Regions from separate parts of the Rattus norvegicus genome. Here region 2 is linked to region 1. The links are chromatin contacts, called in public Hi-C maps. All regions are on one chromosome and are shown on one strand. Each heading gives the region's core, a stretch centred on a gene start, on an enhancer-like site or on the middle of the called end of the contact. The rest is flanking DNA. Distances are from core to core; before and after follow the strand shown. Region 1 has its middle 25 kb from the start of Tpra1. Region 2 overlaps Chchd6 (coiled-coil-helix-coiled-coil-helix domain containing 6).

Region 1 (5,026 bases), core at 699-3,198:
CTTCTTGGGATGCTGCTCACAAAGGGTCTTCAGAATATGCCAGGTGGAAGCAAGCCCTGGCTTTGTCAACAGCCCTGAGTGGGTGCTCAGGACAGTTTGGCACTAGGAGCCACCATATTGGGACACACTTTTTGTTCTCTTAGCACTGAGTCAAGCGAGCTGAGCATCCTGTTTCTAAAACCTGAAGAGAGGTGAGTACACGGATCACACACCTCTCAGGCGTGATCAATCCCAGCAAGCCTTGCATGCAAATGATGGTTTGTGTTTGCACCAGTCACCACAAGCCTCACATACAGATAAACGTTTGTATTTACACCAATTGCAGCAAGCCTCACATGTAAATGATGGTTTGGGTTTGTGCCAACCACAGCCCACCTCCTTCCCCTCCAATTACAGTCAGGGAGGTTTGTGTTTCGGTCACTCACAGCCTTTATTCTTGCCACCAATCACAGCAGTCTCTCCCTGCAAGACCACTGGAAGAAGTTATTTAGAGTTCACCAAGACTGGTAATAACAAAAATCTTACACTAAAAGAGCCTTGAGTAGGCTACAACTTTCATGAGCTGCAGCAATCAGCTGCAATTGTTGTGTAGTTTCCTCGAGGCATAAGAGTAATCTGTCTGACTATCTGATAGTCCTTTTGCTCAGAGAAGCTAAGGAGAATCTAATAGCTGCTAATTAGGGGGTCAGATTGCCCCTCTTCCCCCCAGTGCCTTTGTTATTTGCAGGAACATGAACGTCAGAGGGGTGTGCTTACAGTAAGAACCTAGAGAATTTATAATTAACAATAAGAGTGATTTTTAACAGTGCCCAACACCATCCCAGCACTCCAGGGTCAGCGGGGTCTCCTCCTCTGTCTCAGGCTTCTCAGAACTATTGCAGCTATCCACCCGGTGACTGGAGGGTTGCCACAGTGTTATTGGGAATCTGTGTTTGAGCATAGAACACCCAAGCAACTAGAAGGCCAGAGAGTGCAGGGAGAAGGTGACTCTTTTCCTTTAATGGCTCCAACACCTCCAGCCCATGGCAGTGACACTGATAGGAGACACCCAAGTCAACCCTCAGACCTAGTCTGGCCAGTGGGCCTAGTAATGTTCATAATGGCCAAGGTATCAAGTCAGGCCCATTGGTGATGAGCTGGCCCATCTCCAGCATCTCTTTAATCAGGAAAACACTTTGGTCTTAACTGACCTGAAGCCTTTGAACACACAGAGCTCTCGTTTTTGTTCTTGTTCATTTGTATGAAACAAGATCTCACTATGTAGCCCTGGCTTGCCAGGAATTCCCTTTGTAGACCAGGCTGGCCTGGAACTCTGCCCTCTAGTTTTTGAATCAGGCTCCTCAGCTCCAGTCTGGGTAATGCTTCCTTAGTGGTGAGATGTTTGTCCCAGGTCTCAGGCCAACCCAGCCTCTGAGCAGCTGTGGCTATAGACACACCACTCACTCTGCTTTCCACCCTGGCTGCCCACGTCAGTCAGGAACTCTAGTGATCCACATTTTGTTCAGGGGAAAAGCTTCCAGGCTGGGGAAAGACTTATGTCTGCTCCCACCCATGAGGCAGGAACAGGATATGGCTGAGCAATTTTAGAGGCAGGGAGAGAAAGCATTCATAGCCCATTATGCAAAAACCACAGGGAAGCTCTGAGGGCACCTACAGAAACCTCCAGCCCAAAAGAAAACACAAAAACACAGGCACAGACACAGACACAGACACACACACACACAGACACAAACACACACACACACACTTACTTCAAAGGATTTTAAAATGTGGCACACACACACAAAAAAAAGACAGAAGAAAAAAAAATACACCCTTTGACCTATAAATTCCATCTCTGGGCACATGGCCGAGGAGAGAATTAAGGCCGTGTGCCAAGGCTTAGCTTGAAGGAATGTCCCTGCAGAGCAGCCTGTAATAACAAAATGCTGGCAACAGTCTAGACTCCAGCGAGGGAGTGGTTACATCTGCTTTGGCTAGAAAGCACAATGGCCTGCTATTCAGCTCTCAAAGGAATGGCAGGGCTGTTTACCCGGGAAGATAAGGATCATTTATTATTGAGCGGAAAAAGAAAGGCAGCTTGCGGAATGAGGACTGTGTGAAGACTGGCACATCAAGATATCACCTGTAAGCCGAAGCTGGAAGCTCCCTCCATGGCCAACAGGAGGGGATTCACTGTGAAGTGACACACAGGGCTTCCGGGAGAACCGCAGGAGTTCAAGATAAGTTCCGATGAGGAACAGTCTCCAGAGTGGAGAGCTATAACAAGCAGAGCCAAGCTTAGCGTGCACGTGTGTGCATGTGCGTGTGTGCGTGTGTGTGTGTGTGTGTGTGTGTGTGTGTGTGTGTGTATGTGTGTGTCCACACCTCTCTGTACACGTAGAGAAATCTTGCAAGGATTCAGTGGGCGGTGCTTATCTTTGGGGGGTGGGAGTCAGGTGCAGGATTCTTTCCACTGTAGACCCATTTTTCCAAGTTCTGTGTTCCGTGTGTCCTCTGTTGCAAACAAAGTCCACATTCAAAACAAAAGACCGGACAGCACAGGCATGCGCAGGAGAGCACCAAACAGAGGGGGTCCATCCACAGAGCGGCTGGGCCCTTGTTTGTTCCCTCCACAAGTACAGCAGGGCACCTGCATCTGTGCTAGTTCTCAAGGCCTCCTCTGTCTAAGTCCCGTGAGTGACCAGGCTTTCCGAAGCGGAAGCAGCCGAGGGAGTACAGGGCTGGGCTCTGCCTCTTTGTCCTCTCTGGCAGCCATGCTAATTTTCTATTAGGCTAGCTGGGCTACTGAGGATCACCCCAGTGACAGGCATCCTCCATCAGGAACAGGGTGATTAGGTGTCACAAAGCTTCCCATTGAACAGAGACCCCCACTGTGTCTCTAGGAGACCCGTGACCTCTTGGCCTCTTCTTTGCCTGAGGAGGGCTGATGGGAGGGGACGGGTCACAAAGGCAGGGGCTTGACAACGCATGGAACCTGAATGGATGCTGCTCAGAGCCGGGGCTGACCCTGGCTGGACCCTGACTTTGACGCAGCAGCCCTCTTCCAGCCTGTTGTTCTTAGTCTGCAGTTGTTCATTCATAGTAGGTGTTTGCTGAATACCTACTATGTGCCAGACACACTCTAGGCTCAAGGCTCTGGTGGTGCATGGAATAGACAGGGCCCCTGTCCTCTGAGCTTGTGTTCTATTAGAAATCACAGATAACAGGCAAATAAAAAGACTGGATGAGAAGGTGGGAGGGGGATGGAAAGAGGCTATTGTTAGCTGAGGAGGCAGTGGAGACTAAGGCTAGAAAGGAGAGGAGAGGCAGAGTTGCTTTCCAAATAGAAGGGACAATAGTATAAAGGCCCCGGGGTATGCCCAGAATGCCCAACTTGGCAAACCACGGAGTCGGAGAAGAGTTAGGGGAAACTGGCCTCATCTCTGTGTGCTGGGATAGTCCTCTTTGAAGGAGGCAGGTTACCTGCATTGACTCAGAGAGGAAAGGGAATGGCCAGTGTCATTCAGTAGGAGGCACCACAGCAGTAAACATCCCCAGACTCCTGGCCATGGGTCTTCATGGCTTTTGCTGAAGGGTAGGGTGACTGGACTCTGAGGATGCCGCAGAGCAGGGAGATGGGTCCTCCATGGGTGTGAGCCCTGGCCTCTAGCTCGAGCTTGCTCTCCTGGTAAGAGGGTGAGCCTCCTGTTCTCCAAGATAGTCCAGCCAAGGTTGGACAGCCAGCTCAGAGGATTCTCGGTGCAGAGTTTGGGGCTCTGGGCTGTACTGGGCTCTCACAGCCCTTAACAGCCAGAGGCCCTCCTCCCGTGACATCACAGAGTTTATGTAACACCAGCTCCTGGGCAGGGTGTCGTCAGCAATTCCAAGGAGACAATGCCCAAGCTCCCAGGCTGTAGCTGTGGAGACACCCTGTGTCTATAGGACCCGTCATTGTGTGCTGGGTCTGTCCTTGGTGGTGCTGGCAGCACAGCAGGGCTCTGTTTCCATGACGCTTCAGGCACACCTGAGGGCACACTGCGGTTCTGTCGGTGACTAATGGTGCCTGCAGATCTCTGGTTCACTCATCATTTGTAGAGACAGCCTTGTCCAGCTCAGGGCCATTTGGTTTTTTTTTTCCTGCAGACTTTCTGCTCCGGGTCTCCGCTGTTTTTCTCCTGTGAGGCTATTTTCTGTGCCGACCTCTCACTCGGCTTGTGAAGGGCTGCAATTTCCCATTTGTCATGTGACTTTGTTTCTTCTTTGCTTTATGTGTATTTTAAATTTGAAGCCAGTTCCTAGGCTGTCCTCTCTCAAGCCCAGCAGAGGGAAGCCACCTTGGTGTCCCTCTTCTCCAGGTGTGGAAGAGGGAAAGCTTGGCGGAGAATCCAGTATGGCTGGAGACTTGGGGTGCCTGCATTCTGCTTGTCTCACCACAGTGGCTGGTACACTGGTGGGAACCCCAGGCCTTGCCCTTCAGAACCAGATAGAGGTTCTGAGGTCCAGAATCTGGCTGGGTGGACAGCACCACACAACTTGGGGTCGTGTCCCTTGGGGAACATAATCGGGAGAAGGTAATGTGATCTCAGGATGCAGGTGGGTCTGATCTGGCAGGACGCAATGCAGTGTGAGGACAGCAGGGGGTGCTGTGGCTCCAGGCTGTAAGGAGACAGGCGAAGGGGGTGAAGAAGAGGGGAGAAGGGAGGCAGGGGGGAGAGAGAGGGGAGGGCAGGGAGAGGGTGGCCCTTGCTGCCTCCTCATCTTCTGGGCCACCTCCTCCATTGGACTTGGGGCTTGGCCACACTCAGAAGCTCAGCCCAGATACCGTAGGGATACACCGTGGAACTGTATCCCCATTGTCTCACTGCGTCCTGCCTAAGCTCCCTGCCTAGCCCCCAGTCTGCTCCACCCTGTCCCTCCTCCTACACCTCTCCTGGAACCCCAGTTCATGTCTCCTCTCTGGTCCCTGCCCCATGCTCTCATCCCAGCTGTGGTCTAGCCTGTACTGTGTACTACTGCTATGTCCTTCCCTTCCAGATTGCTCCTC
Region 2 (5,678 bases), core at 2,006-4,505, 580 kb after region 1:
GCTGCCAGCAGAAGGTGTGGCCCAGATTAAGGTGGATAATCCCACCTCAAAAATCTGTATTAAAAGTGTATCTTCCCATCTCAAAAATCCAGATTAAAAGTAAATCTTCCTACTTCAAATGATTTAAGTAAGAAGGGAACACCCTCTCAGAGGCAAAAGGGAGGGAGGATGAGGGGAAGAACTCTGGGAGGGGACCTGGAGGGAGAACAACATTTGGAATGTAAATAAATAAATTATTTTTAAAAGAAAGAAAAGAAAAGAAAAAAAAGAAAAGAAGAGAAAAAGGAAAACATCCTGAACAGGTATGCCCAGCCACTTGGGTTTTAATTAATAGTTAAGTAGTCAAGTTGACAACAATAGCCATCACAAGTCCAACCCTTGTCAACTTAACACAAAATCAAATCTTATGTCATGCTTAATTTCCAAATAAAAACAATAACCAGGCCATAATTACATCTAACATTATTTAACTATCTCTCATATAATTGCAAAAGCATTATAAATTTAGAATAGGTGGTAATGTCCCTTGAGGGACATTCTTTTAGTATCTCAAACTTAAATATTTGATAACCAATGATATTCTCTTAACTAATATTATATTATATTATAAAGAAATTGAGGAGAGAAAACACAAATATATGTACAACACATTCTTAACAAAAGAGAGCAATCATTCATGTTAATTATAATCTTCATTTCTGTAACTGGTCATGTAGCCTTAGCAGGTACTTATAACTACCTACCTTTCTCTACTACCCATTCTGTATTTCCTCCACCCTCAGCAAATATCTTAACAGGTCTTGGCTCTTTTCCTAAAGGAGTGACTTAAACCTTCATTCCTGAGGGGTCAGTGCCTTTTGTCATTCTGCCTAGACTAGGTTGTTGTAGTTTCCTATTTCTTTAATTACAGAACAATGGTAACACCAAGAGACACCCTAAAGGATCTCTTGCACACCAGATATAATCTTTCTTACCTCCATTATGGAGAAGCAGTCCAATTTCTCCTTGGTATTTTGGATCAATCATACCTCTTAATACTGTTATTCCTTTCTTAGACTGTTGACTTACAAGCATCAGAAGCACAAAATGGCCAGAAGCCTGAGCTTCCAGTTCATTGGTATGTTTGTTATGGCTCCTTGCAGGAGCCTTCCCATTTCTGGGGCCAAAACTTCTAAGTCAGCAAAACTTAAGGTTACAGGATCAAGAAGTAAAACTTTTTCTAGTAGGTCACTAAGGTTAACAGTGAGAACAACTGTATTTCCTTTTCTACCCCTTGATTCCTGGATCCATGGATCCTAACCAAGGGAGAAGCTATCATATATTTATTGGATGCTGACTCAAAGTATATACTTCTTTCTGGAAAATCCTGCCACAGCCCTTTAGGCTGCTGCCATCTAACTGCCATTGTAACTATGCTTTCAAAAGACCACTCCACCCTTTTAAAGGCCAGCTGCTTCAGAACAGTGGGGAACATGGTAAGACCAGTGGATTCCATGACTGTGGGTCCACTGTTGCACTTCTCTGGCTGTAAGTGAAACAAAGAATTGTCCTTGCTTTGGGGTACTAATTTTAAACACATAGATTACCCTGCTTTGATCTCCCAAGCACTGGATTAACAGCGTGCACTACCACACTGGCGATTTTATTGTTTTATATCTGGAAAATGGAGAGTGTTGATATCATCTCAATGAACAAGGCCTTGGAGATGAAATAAAGGAGCCTTGCAGTGCTGTCAGGGAGGCAGAGCCTGAGTGTGAGGTACTGCATACTGTGCATACAGAAGAAGTCCATCATCAGCCACAGTCCTTGGCTCTCTTAGAGGACATTTCCCCACACTCCCAAGTCTAGCTTTGGTCATCAGAACTCTTCCTTCGACCTGGTCCCAAACCCTGCTGATGATCCCACCTGCTTCCAACCAACTGCTGCAGAATAAGTACTGAGATGCTAGGTCAGGGCCTCCTGCTGGGAAGGCACCTGCTCTGCTCTGATGATCAAACAGGGATTCTCCTAACTTGCTTCACTACACTTCCTTCCCAGAGGCTGCCACAGCCAGTTGCACTATGCTTGGCTTTAATTTCAAGTGCTGATTTGGGGCTTCCATGCCTTGGGGAGATCAGACTCTAGCTAGAATTCAGTGTATAAGCCTAGCAAGGTAGGATCCTTAGGAAATGTGTAGGTCTCAAGGAGGAGAAAAGAGCTTCCTGGAGGGCAGATAAAGCCACTGAGGACTAAGCTAAACATGGCTGGTGTGGAGGAGGTCAGTCAAGGCAAGCAGGCAACAGCCAGTCAATGATGAGGGCAGGAACAACTCTGAAGCTTGAGGAAAGTCTGCTGCTTTATTTGTACTCACTCTACCCCTGTCCTAGGCTTCCTGGTTTAAGAAGAGCATTATACCCAAGCAAACCTAAAACATTACCAACTGTAAGACAACTGTAAGAAAGATTATGACCATTTTATCATCTCTCTCTCTCTCTCTCTCTCTCTCTCTCTCTCTCTCTCTCTCACACACACACACACACACACACACACACACACAAAAACACACACACACACAAAAACACACACACACACACACACTCTTCAAGTAAGACCACCAACAAGTCAACAGTGAAGGACTGAAAATAACACTCACCTTGGAACCCTAGATGCAGTACTAGCCACTACTGATCAGCTGGCACTGGTGAACACTAACCATATAGAACACATGGCTACTTCTCTCAATACTTAACCAATGTACCCTCCGGGTTATCTGGGTTATAACTGGAGATGTGCCTCATAGACTGATGTGTTATAGCTGATATAACACAACAACTATAATCCAAACTACTCTTGAAATGTGCTCTGGGCCTCTCTCAAGAAGTTGTATGGTAGTGCTCACCATGGTTATCTGCATATGAAGTGAACTATACATGTGCAAAATGCAACTAGGAGGCCATATTGTACCAAACCAGACATCTGCAGTAAAAGCATATTCTGTGTGGTGTCATGTCTGAACTATTCAAAGAAAAACAACTCAGTACGCAGCTCATTCAGGTCTCCCACCCCACATATGCCCCAGGTAGCACCCATCATGGGACAACACTGAGTTCTTAAGCTCTAGTTTCTGTTCTCTGCTGGATTCTTTGACCTGGCCCTGGATGGTAGTACTCTTCAATCCCAGCTCAGCTGGTCCAGCTGCCTGCCACTGGAGGGAATGGGCAGCTAGACTCCTCCACCTACCCTCCTGGGAACCTGCCAACACCCTGTACCCTCATCAGCTCTTACATCAAACCCTCTCTGTCCAGAGAAGGCTGTGGTTTCTACTGCCTGACTAGGCTGATTATAGCTGATAGACAAGATATTATCTCCTCACCGTGTGTGAGAGTGTGTGTGAGTGTGTGTGTGTGTGTGTGTGTGTGTGTGTGTGTGTGTGTTTATAGAAGGAACTGATGGTATTTGTCCCAAATCTTTGCAATTTAAGTAAAAATAAATAAATAAAAAGGCACCAATGCAGTAGACTCGTGCCTTCCTATTCCTTCTGTGAGTACAGCTAGAATCACACAGTCAGCAGGCACAAAACCAGAAGATGAATGTGATAAAAGGAATGCTGTCTGACCAAAGGCCTCATGACTCAGCACCAAGTCTCCTTAAACATGTGCTTAGGAGCAGCCACACCAGAGGGCTTGTACACTGGGTTTCTGTTGCTTCTGATTTCAGAATACCACCAGGACCACTGCTTAAACTGTGGGTCAAAACTACATATGGCATGGTACAGTGAAAGGTTTGTAATGATCAAAAATTAATTCAAAATAAAATGCATAATGAACGTAGGACAGCTTGGCAGCACTCAGTCATCACATGGCTGACGTCACTGCAGCTTTGGTTCTGAACACACAGTGTCATCACACCACATACCACCAATGGCGAGTCTGAAACCCCTCAGCTCTTTAGTGCTCTTACAGAAGCATAATGGATTAGTTACAGAAAACAACAGCTTTCAATGTTTTCCTACCAGCATTCCTCAGCATATAAGTAGCAAATCAGTATGTCTTTGGATTGAGTTGTGTTAGAATGTTTGAGTTTAAAAATTGCTGTCTAAGTTGCTGACTTGTATTTCCTGAAACACTGTTAAAAGAAATTTTGGATTAGGGCACAGTCTTCAACAATTTCATAAATGGCCTCAAACATAATTCTGCCATTTTGTCCTGTTTACACTGTTCTCAACACAGTTGATTATAAAACAAAAATATCAAGCAATTAAAAAAAAAACACTACAGATGCTCCGTGTCTTACTATTCAGCCAAAAAGTAATTCCCACTGTAATCCCATAAGTATACTGGGGTGGGGGTGGGGGTGGGGATGTGCACACATGCACGTGTACACGCACACACACAAGTATATGGGTACATGTGTCTGTGCATATAGCTGTAGAGACCAGAAGTCAACCCTCTGTGTCTTCCTGCATCACTCTCCACTTTAGTTTTTGAGCTGGATCTTTCATTGAACCTGGAGCTCATTGACTGGCTAGAAGATCTATCCAGCAAGCCTTCAGGATCCACCTGTCTCCACCTCCCACCAATGGAAGTACAAGAACATGATGTAGTCCATTACACCAGGAGTTTTACATGGGGGCTAGAGATGCAAATTTGGGTCCCCATGTATGCACAGCAAGCTCTTGAACCACTAAGCCATCTCTTTTACTCCAAAACTTTCTTTTGTTTTTAATAAGTGGTAAAATATTTGTGCTCCAAAGAATTGTTTTCAAATGAATTTCTTTATGGTCTATTTTCAGTAAATGTTTTGTTTATATACCTGTCTTACAATCCTGTGTCCCATGAGTTGAAACAGGACCCTTGAAGTGAAGGGTCTCTCTCCTCAATGTGAATGAGATCATGACTGTTTCAACTCATGGGACAAGGCAGAGGCGGCACCACTCGAGTTATGTTAGTTCCTAGACAAACTTGTCATTGAAGGTTACCCCACAGAGACCCTTTCCCAGATCACTCCTCTCCCTGAGCTAGCTCTGCACAACAACTGCTCATGAGTACCTGCACGCCCTCTTTTCTAGCCCTTCCAAGCCCCATGGAAGGCCACAAGAGGCCTTCTTAACTGAGCGCAGCCTTCCAGTTATCCTACTGAGGGTGAAGAACCTGCACATTGCAGCTCTCAGGCATTTGAGTCTTTCCAGCTTAGGCCCAGACTGTGGCCTAATGGTCACCATTATCATAGAACATGAAAGAATGATTCATTCAAAGAAACAAATTTAATGGATGTCACATGTCTTCAAAGTCCAGACAGTGAACTTACTAAACAGATATGCCTCAAACAACTATTTTAGATATGCTCAAAGAATGAAATACCAGCTAGGAGCAACTGTGCTCTACCACCCAACCCCAACAAGCAGAAGAAAGAATTGTGTGAAAACAAAGCTGTAGAAATGAAAGTCACAGCATCTTGGGAGCAAATGGGAAAAAGGCATCGCAAAAGGGAACACAGCCAAGGGGGACAGTGTGATAGCAACACACTTTACAAATGTCCCACAAAGGAAAAATCAAGACGAGGGAAAAGCAGAAAAGCACATGTAAGAAACAATGACTGAAGACTCCCCAAATCTGATGGTAACACCCACAAATGTAAGATACTCAGTAAACTCCAGGGGCGCTGAACTGGAAATCCATGCCCATACACAATGGCAAACT

What was found. Hi-C and Micro-C count contacts between places; a contact is called where the count stands out from the background.
Region 2: a Hi-C map of the A7r5 cell line shows a contact between it and region 1, with 4 times the contacts expected there. The contact joins two enhancer-like sites. A contact is called at or near these places in 3 of 12 Hi-C or Micro-C datasets (the A7r5 cell line, hepatocytes and kidney).

What each region holds. Positions count from the first base shown.
Region 1 is chr4:122,944,178-122,949,203 of GRCr8, forward strand. No RefSeq gene overlaps it. Among named protein-coding and RNA genes, the nearest start is that of Tpra1, 25 kb to the left of the region's middle. Within about 2 kb of position 1,949, at least 53 of the 93 cell types and tissues checked have an H3K27ac peak or open chromatin away from gene starts, as enhancers often do. A contact at or near this core is called in the A7r5 cell line, where this site is marked.
Region 2 is chr4:123,523,411-123,529,088 of GRCr8, forward strand. The region is part of intron 4 of Chchd6 (coiled-coil-helix-coiled-coil-helix domain containing 6); the gene reads right to left. Among named protein-coding and RNA genes, the nearest start is that of Chchd6, 55 kb to the right of the region's middle. Within about 2 kb of position 3,256, at least 12 of the 93 cell types and tissues checked have an H3K27ac peak or open chromatin away from gene starts, as enhancers often do. A contact at or near this core is called in the A7r5 cell line, where this site is marked.